Linked DNA regions of Zea mays: region 1 is linked to region 2. A link is a contact called in public Hi-C data. All regions are on one chromosome and are shown on one strand. Each heading gives the region's core, a stretch centred on a gene start, on an enhancer-like site or on the middle of the called end of the contact. The rest is flanking DNA. Distances are from core to core; before and after follow the strand shown.

Region 1 (4,305 bases), core at 1,013-3,512, 120 kb before region 2:
GAATCCATGCCTGCAACAAGGCATCCATACTAGAATCTATAATGATGCATGACTTTGCCATCACAGAGAATTACTCTATTTTTATGGACCTCCCTTTGTTGTTCCGACCAAAGAGGTGTGATATTGATGCACAAAAACCTTCTTTGCATTTTCTTTCTGGCTACTTATTTGCATCTATCTCATGGATGTAGAGCAAAATCAAAAGTGGATTCTGAATTGAAGGTATATATTCTCCTGATTGCTGCATGTTGTTGCCTAATCCATGCTTTCAACTTTGTGCTAACCTTTTAGTTTCTTTTTTATATGTTCGATTGCATTGTATATGTAGATGTGGAAATTATTGTGCACTAACAATTTATCAAATCGAACAATTTGTATGTCATTGCAGTGCATGGGCATTGTACTAGCGAACTTCATCTGATGTTTGCTTTTTAGGAAGAAACTTACATGCTTTGAGTATGTGGTGCCTAATGGAAAAGATGTTGGTTCTCTTAATTTTTTAGAACAACTTTGCCATTGGTTCATACCAAATCCGTCTATTTTATGATGTGTATATTGTCTACTTCTAAATGAAGTTTATTGATGCATTCGACTAATAGAGCTATGTAATCAATATGATAAAATACTAAAATTGGATCTTTACATACCTTAAAAGATATAATAACAATTATGTATGGCTAGATCACAAGTGGATTACGAAATATTTTTCATTTCAATATAATATACATTTGTACATAAGTTATCGTGATATTATATGTTACCGTTGCAATGCACGGGCACCCACCTAGTAATATTTGAAAGGGAGGTTGTAAAGGGGAAGGTTATATTATAAGAAAAAAATAGAGGATAATTCTATATTGGGAAGTGGTCCTAGAAAAGGCGAAATTGAATGATGGGGATATCGACCAAAGCAAAATAAGTTTTATCCGTATATTCAAGCTGCATCTTTTAGCATCTTATAATCTTACCTCTGCAGTGTATCCTAGCAAGTAGATTACACTTTAATTTAGGTGTATATTATTCGCTTGCTTTGATCGTGTTGGCATCAATGACTAAAAAGAGGGGGATTGTAAGGAAAATGTTTCGACGACTATATAAAGTAAGATTTTAGATTTGATGATCAACATGACCATTTGAACTAACATTATTTGGTAGTGTATTTTAGGTTTGACGACTACTTTTATTTATTTTAGCTGTTATTTTTTAAAGACCTTATTTTGTGAAATAGATAATCTGATGGTCCCTTCACGGGCCAATCCGGCGGCGCCTGGGGCAAAGCGTTGAACCGCAGGTCTCTGGATCGTCAAAACGTGACGGTGAATTCAGCTTTGCCTTGTCACGTATGGACACTGGAGATCTTGGGCAGCCATACTGTTCATCAGATATTTCGCATTTGTTCTGATCCGGTTTGGACTGAACTTCCCCTGTCATCCAGCAAGCACGCACGAGCACACATCCAAGCTGCAGTTCGTCATGTTGGTTGAAGGGCCAATCAGAGGGTTGGTAGCCATGGAAAACCTGGCACGTAGCTTCTGTGACAAGCACGGCTGAACAGAGCAGGACAAGATAACATTGTTTAGAGACGCATTTGAGAAGTGAACGGATGGGCTATTGCCATGTTTCGCCAGAAAGAAGGCGGCAAAAGGCAGCCATCATGCTGTTGACCTTCTTGCGGTTGCGGAGAACTCTAATCTACCTGACCATATTTCGTGCCTGCCTTTGCTTTGCATCTCTCGTTCTCAGTTGATAGGGTCCCGTCTCCCGAACTTGTCTTGTCGTTCGACCCTTTTCATCTCCTCATATTGTGTTCATGTTTCGTTCATGGATGAGACGAACAATGCTCCACATCCCACGAAAGGCATATTTCCATGAAAGTCGTGACTTCCGATGATGCCAAAAATCCTCCGGAAAATGCATGAAAGGCTGTAAAGTTTGATGCAATACTATGGAAATACATGAAAGAAAGACCCATATGCTCTTCAAATTCAAGCGTAGGCGACAAACAGGCCGTTGGAGGGACGGGAAATACATACAATAATATAAACGTACATGAGCATAATATTTTATTCCTCCCGACACCACCGCAAGCATTGGGCGTGCGCAGGCCGTTCGTTCCAGCTCGGCCGGCGAGACCACATCGTGATCGGGCACGTCACGTAAGCTTTTCGAAAAGGAAACAGAAACGCTTGTCCTCACCGGCGTCACGTCGGCGACCATGTCGTGCGCCAGGACTCCGGAGAGAGACGACAACGGGGCCGGAATAATCTCCGTGCTTCCCCCATTGGTTCCTTCCGGGGGGCATCAGTCAGATGAGATGGCGACAAACAGACAGACAGGCAATCAAGTCACTCGGCGCAGCTCAATCAGCCGCAATTTGATTCCTTGCAGGAACGATCACACAACAACTCCTGCAATTATTCCATTTGGTTGTAGTGACGTTTAAAGCCACGGATCACGACGGATGAGGACAAGGAGACGCAAAAGCTGCTGCAGTTTTACTGGGAGCGATAAGCATGAATTACTGTTACAATACGCTCGTACTAAGAAAAGAAAAATCCTGGCAAATTTATTACTCTTACGGTTTCTGATACTACAGTAATATCTGTTTTTGTTTCTCTAAAAAAACAAACAAACAAAAAAGAGAACCGTTATAGCAACTCGATACCGCATGCTGAGCTAGTTCTTCATCCTCTTTTCAGCTAGTTCTTCATCTTCTTGTCGTTCCTACCTCTTTTCCTCTGCTCCCTCCTCTCTTCCGAGTAGTGCTTCTTCACCAGCATCTTATGCATGGAAACCTTCAGCGCAGCCAGCACTGAAGCTAGCACCTCCTCTTGCTTCGCGACGTCGAGGCTTCCTTGCAGTGCCAGAAGGAGCTTCTCACCGTGGGGTACATCGCCGTCTTCAAGGGTTGCAGGACCGGCATCGGAAGAAGATAATCTGTCCTTTTGGAAACACGTGATGATCCTTAAACGGGTCAATAGATGGGAGGAAGCCTGGCTGGGCATGTTTGATGCGCCCATGACAGTCCACAGGAGTTCCGAGGACGGGCTGGATGCTAGGCTAGTAGGAATATAACTCTTTTCCATTGTAATCACCTGCAATTAGATAAGGTGTATCAGGTCATCATCATTGGGACGAGAGCAAATGTTGTTGAACATCTGAGACATGCAAGACACACCATGGTTGAGCCCCACAAATGTGTCGAAATCTATCCAAGTTTTAACTTTTATGCTTCAATTGAACCCCACAAATATTCAAATGTCCATTTCAGCTTTTATGACTAATTACCATATCCAGTAAGACAGGAAGACTGGCGTATTTGCAAACTAGCCAAGTCATTATAATGGTATAAACAAAATAAGCTACACGTTAGGCTTATTGGTTACTAAACCAAATTCAATAAAACCAGGTTAAACCTAGCATGGAAAAGCTTTCTGGTCCTACAAAGTATAATGGCCATCAGCACTGACCCAAATAAATAAATAATATAAAACTCTGGCTACAGACCAAGTGACCAGACCAGTATCAACAGTGATAATGGTAACCCTTGTTTATAAGCAAGACCTAGCTTGTTTATAAACAAGAACTAGGCTGCGTATGTTATCTCAGGCCACCAAATTGTCTACGAAATAGACATACCTTTAGGAAAGATAGCTTCTTTCCTACCAAATCACATGCTAAAAGCATTATGCCACTGAAACTGCAGAGTGAAAAAGTAGGACAATGTTAGAACACAATAAATACTATCACTTTCTTGGAGATACATTGCCCCACAAGTCAAGCTAACCTTTGAATAGCTACAGCAACCAATGAGCCATCATTACTCGGACATATATCTGTAATGGCTAGGCTGCTATCATCTGTTTCATTTGGTCCTAAGAGTTCTGCCATCTGCAAGTAGCTCTAACAATTGTAGTATATACCATAATAATTTGGAAAATTTAAAATTGAGAACAAAAAAAATGTTTATTAGTATTTTTTAACAAAAGATGCAAAGAGATGTCTCCAACTCTCCAAAATGCTACCTTATCTTTGGCTTGAAATGTATCAAGGAGACATCCATTTACATAGTCCCACAGGCGAACCTTAACAGATGAAACAATGTTAGGAGAAGATTGCAGAGAAAAAAAACATGTCAATACACTTAAAAGACTATGTACCCACAGTTGAATCACCTCCTCCTGATATAAGAAAACTCTGGTTTTCAGATATGCTAGTGAAGGTGATGCATGATACAAAGCTGCAAGAAGAGTCACAACCAATTGTCAACCATAGACTAAGCTCTGAAACTCCTATGACAGATCC
Region 2 (4,202 bases), core at 735-3,234:
AAGAGCATGGGGACACCAGCAAAGATGCCGATGGTACTTGCAACGGTGATGTTTCACAGCGATCTCCTCTTTCCTGGTACGTGCAAGTAAAGCTTACATGTCTGGTTGAGATATCGATATAAATTGCGTAATGGACGTTACAATGTTGAGAATGTCACCTATTTTGATTTCGTAATCTAGTTAAAGAAAAATCCTGCTATATAGGGTGGTGTGTCGTAGATATCTTTGTCGGTCTGCCACAAAATAGCTGCAAATGTTAGTCATTCCACCACAATTAGACGTGTCTCATGACCTTTTTAATCTTTGTTGCAGATGGTAAGATTTGGTTGCAGCTTTCTGGGCCCCCCCAAGCTTTATATGGACGAAACCTCCGTTTGTTTTTGTACCTCTCGAGTTTTGACTCAGCAGCCAGCATGACAACCATCCGTTTGGCAGAAAGAGGCTTCCGGTTTTTTGCAGATTAGTTGCCGGGGCACCCCTGTAGTTGTACTCAGAATTTGACCATTGACTCGTCGGCCTGGGAAAAGAATCAGCCCGTGCAGTACTGAAAAGCGTTTACTCCAACCAGGAACCAGCTAACTTACTGTGCAGCTGAAAAGTCAGTATGCAGAATGTGGAGGATAATATCACTTCTTTTGTTTTTTTTTGGTCGTTAACTTAGAACTCCGAGGGCGAGTCGTCGTAAATGTTACACCAGTTGTTATTTTGTTAATAGCTTTTTTTTTAAAAATGTTTTCGCTAGCGCATTCCTAGAACCTTCTCATTTCTGTAAGATAGTTCTCGCCTCTGTAAGATAAACTAATGTATGCGCAAGCTAGAAATAGTCCGCCTGATCCGTCACGCGGAATTGGTTACCTAAACCCTGTTAATGTTTCGTTTTGCATCGTGTTGGAATGTGTGTGTTCTTCCTGTGAAGGAAAGCTTTTGCGGGTCATTATACTAGAGCGAAACCATATCATCGTTTGAGATGTGCGTTGCATGCAATGCAATACAATGTCCCTGAGGAGAAGCAAAATCTACAGGTAGGCGTCTGCGGCGCTGAGGTCATCGAGGATCTTGTTCTTGACGTCCTGTGGAAGCGAGGCGGACGGCCCTGCCTTGGAGTAGAACTCGGCCAGCGACCTGATCGCCTTCTCCAGCGCGACGTACGACTCCTGCAGTGCAGTGCCAGTGCAGTGAAGCAGGCGGGTAACTAAAAAAGAATCAGGTCATCGGCGGAGCCTCACGATCACGTACCTCGTCGGCGACGGCCTGCTGGCCCCTCCACCCGCCCAGGAACGCCCTGATGGACTCCTTGGCGGCGTCGGCGTTGCGGCGGAACCTGGCCATGTCGCCACCGTCGTCCTCCTCCAGCGACTCGCGGAGCGTGCGCACCACCTCCCTGGCCGCCTTGAGGTACGCCTTGGGCAGCACCTTCCCGGCCTTGGTCGTCTCGTTGGGGTCGAAGATGGACTTGATGGCGCCGAGGACGCCCTCCCCTCCGCTGCTCCCGTCGTCCTCCGCCGCCCTGACCGGCGCCGGCACCGCACCGCCCGCCAGGCCGAGGAGGAGGAGGGAGGCGGCGTGAGCTCTCCTGGTGACCGACAGCCTGGCTCCGCCGCCTGCTCTGTTGCGCGGCGGCACGCGAGGAAGTTAACCAAACGCCAGAGCACCGAGGAGGAGGAGCGAAGAGGGGGCAAGAACGATGGTGATGAGGCACGTACAGATAGGCCTGTGCCTGCTGTCCGGAGCTCGCTGCAGCTTAGGCGGTAGCTTAGGTGATGGCTGCGACGGCGACGAGCAGCACTTGTGCAGAGTGGACATCGGAGGCGGCGGAGGGGAAGACATTGCTGATCCTCCTTGCTACTACCTCTGCAATGCAGAAGCGTGCAATGGGTGCTTTGGATTGCTCCTACGTACCTTGTTCTTGGTTCAAGTCGAGCCTATGCTTGGTCCAATCCAAAACCTTATCTGCAGCGCTACATTGGCTTGGGCGCTTGGCTTGATATAGCCGTTCATATACAACAACAACAACAACAACAACAAAGCCTTTTTGTCCCAAGCACGTTGGGGTAGGCTAGAGATGAAACCCCGTATGAAAACCTCAGAGCTCAACCCCTAAAGAACAGAAAAGGGAAACAAAGGCAAAGGAGAACCGAAAACAACGAAACGGGGAAACACATAAAAGAGATAAAACCCACAAGGACCAGCAAGATCTAAAATGGACACAAGAAAAGGTCAAACGATTAAGGAGGAAAAGCGAAACTATCAATCAGGGTTCTGGCACGTGAATTGCACACTTCCACCCCTTCCTATCTGCGGCGAGCTCTTTATCAATATTCCACTCCTTCAGGTCTCTCTTCACAGCCTCTGTCCACGTCAAAGTTGGTCGGCCTCTACCTCTCTTCACATTTTCGGGACGCCTAATTATTCCGATATGCACTGGTGCCTCTTCAGGTCTTCGTTGGATATGTCCAAACCATCTCAAGCGATGTTGCATAAGCTTCTCCTCAATTGGCGCCACTCCTACTCTCTCTCGTATATCATCATTCCGGACTCGATCTCTCCTTGTGTGGCCACATATCCAGCGCAACATACGCATCTCTGCCACACTTAGTTGTTGGACATGTCATCTTTTAGTGGGCCAACATTCTGCTCCATACAACATAGCCGGCCGGATTGCTGTCCTGTAGAATTTGCCTTTTAGTTTGCGTGGCACCCGGTGGTCGCATAAGACACCCGCAGCTTGTCGCCACTTCAACCATCCGGCTTTAATTCTATGACTGACATCCTCATCGATGTCTCCCTCCTTTTGAAGCATTGATCCTAAGTAACGAAAAGTGTCTTTCTTGGGTACCACTTGCCCATCAAGACTAACATCGCCATCCTCATACCCCATGGCACTGAAATCACACTTCATATACTCTGTTTTAGACCTACTAAGCCTAAAACCTTTTGCTTCCAGCGTCTGCCTCCACAATTCCAACTTTTGAGAAACACCACTCCTACTCTCCTCAATAAGTACCACATCATCGGCAAAAAGCATACACCACGGTAAAACTCCTTGTATGTCCCTTGTGACCTCATCTATCACCAAAGCGAAAAGATAAGGGCTCAAAGCCGACCCTTGATGTAGTCCTATGTTAATTGGAAAGTCATCGGTGTCTCCATCACTTGTTCGGACACTTGTCACAACATTAGTGTACATATCTTTAATAAGATTAATGTACTTTGTTGCTACTTTGTGTTTTTCCAAGGCCCACCACATTACACTCCTAGGTACTTTGTCATAAGCCTTCTCCAAGTCTATGAAGACCATATGCAGGTCTTTCTTTTGTTCTCTGAATCTCTCCATAAGTTGTCTTAGTAAGAAAATGGCCTCCATAGTTGATCTCCCGGGCATGAAACCAAACTGATTTTGGGTCACGCTCGTCATCTTTCTCAGGCGGTGTTCAATGACTCTCTCCCATAGCTTCATTGTATGGCTCATGAGCTTAATTCCACGGTAATTAGTACAACTTTGAACATCTCCTTTGTTCTTGAAGATTGGTACTAATGTACTCCGCCGCCACTCGTCAGGCATTCTGTTTGCCCGAAAGATGGTGTTGAAAAGCTTAGTCAGCCATACTATCGCTATGTCTCCAAGACATCTCCATACCTCGATAGGGATACCATCAGGGCCCATCGCCTTTCCTACCTTCATCCTTTTTAGCGCCTCCTTAACTTCATATTCTTGTATCCTTCGTACAAAACCCCTGTTGTTGTCATCGAATGGTTCGTCCAATTCTATTGTAGCACTCTCATTCCCTCCATTGAACAATTTGTTGAAGTACTCCTTCCATCTGTTCTTGATCTCTTCACTCTTCACTAATAGTTGGTTTGCTTCGTCCTTGATGCATTTGACTTGGTTGACATCCCTTGTCTTCCTTTCACGAATCTTGGCCATCCTATAGATATCCTTTTCTCCCTGCTTTGTGTCCAGCCGTTGATAAAGGTCGTCATAGGCTTGACCCCGGGCTCTACTAACCGCTCGCTTTGCAGACTTCTTCGCTATCCTGTACTTCTCTATGTTTTCTGCACACTTGTCATGATGTAAGCGTTTGTAGCAATCTTTCTTCTCCTTGATAGCCTTTTGGACATCTTCGTTCCACCACCAAGTGTCTTTAACTTCCCTTCTGTTCCCTTGACTCAACCCAAACTCTTCTGAAGCTATCTTTCGGATG

Evidence for each region. A called contact is a pair of places that touch in the nucleus more often than the background predicts.
Region 1: a contact with region 2 is called in a Hi-C map of leaf, with 2.3 times the contacts expected there. The contact joins the enhancer-like site here to the promoter of LOC100276890 in region 2. A contact is called at or near these places in 2 of 25 Hi-C or Micro-C datasets (both in leaf).

What each region holds. Positions count from the first base shown.
Region 1 is chr5:7,994,913-7,999,217 of Zm-B73-REFERENCE-NAM-5.0, reverse strand. LOC100273070 reads right to left here. Exons shown (of 10, transcript NM_001365730.1): 6 at 4,165-4,240; 7 at 4,026-4,085; 8 at 3,788-3,891; 9 at 3,640-3,700; 10 at 2,543-3,095. The coding sequence ends at 2,700. Among protein-coding and RNA genes, the nearest start is that of LOC100273070, 3.7 kb to the right of the region's middle. Within about 2 kb of position 2,262, at least 15 of the 20 cell types and tissues checked have an H3K27ac peak or open chromatin away from gene starts, as enhancers often do. A contact at or near this core is called in leaf, where this site is marked.
Region 2 is chr5:7,876,952-7,881,153 of Zm-B73-REFERENCE-NAM-5.0, reverse strand. It overlaps LOC100276890 (photosystem II D1 precursor processing protein PSB27-H2, chloroplastic), which reads right to left and starts at 1,984. Exons shown (of 3, transcript XM_008646290.3): 1 at 1,704-1,984; 2 at 1,237-1,601; 3 at 912-1,154. The coding sequence starts at 1,827. The coding sequence ends at 1,017. LOC103625887 reads left to right here. Exons shown (of 11, transcript XM_008646287.3): 10 at 1-76; 11 at 313-883. The coding sequence ends at 313.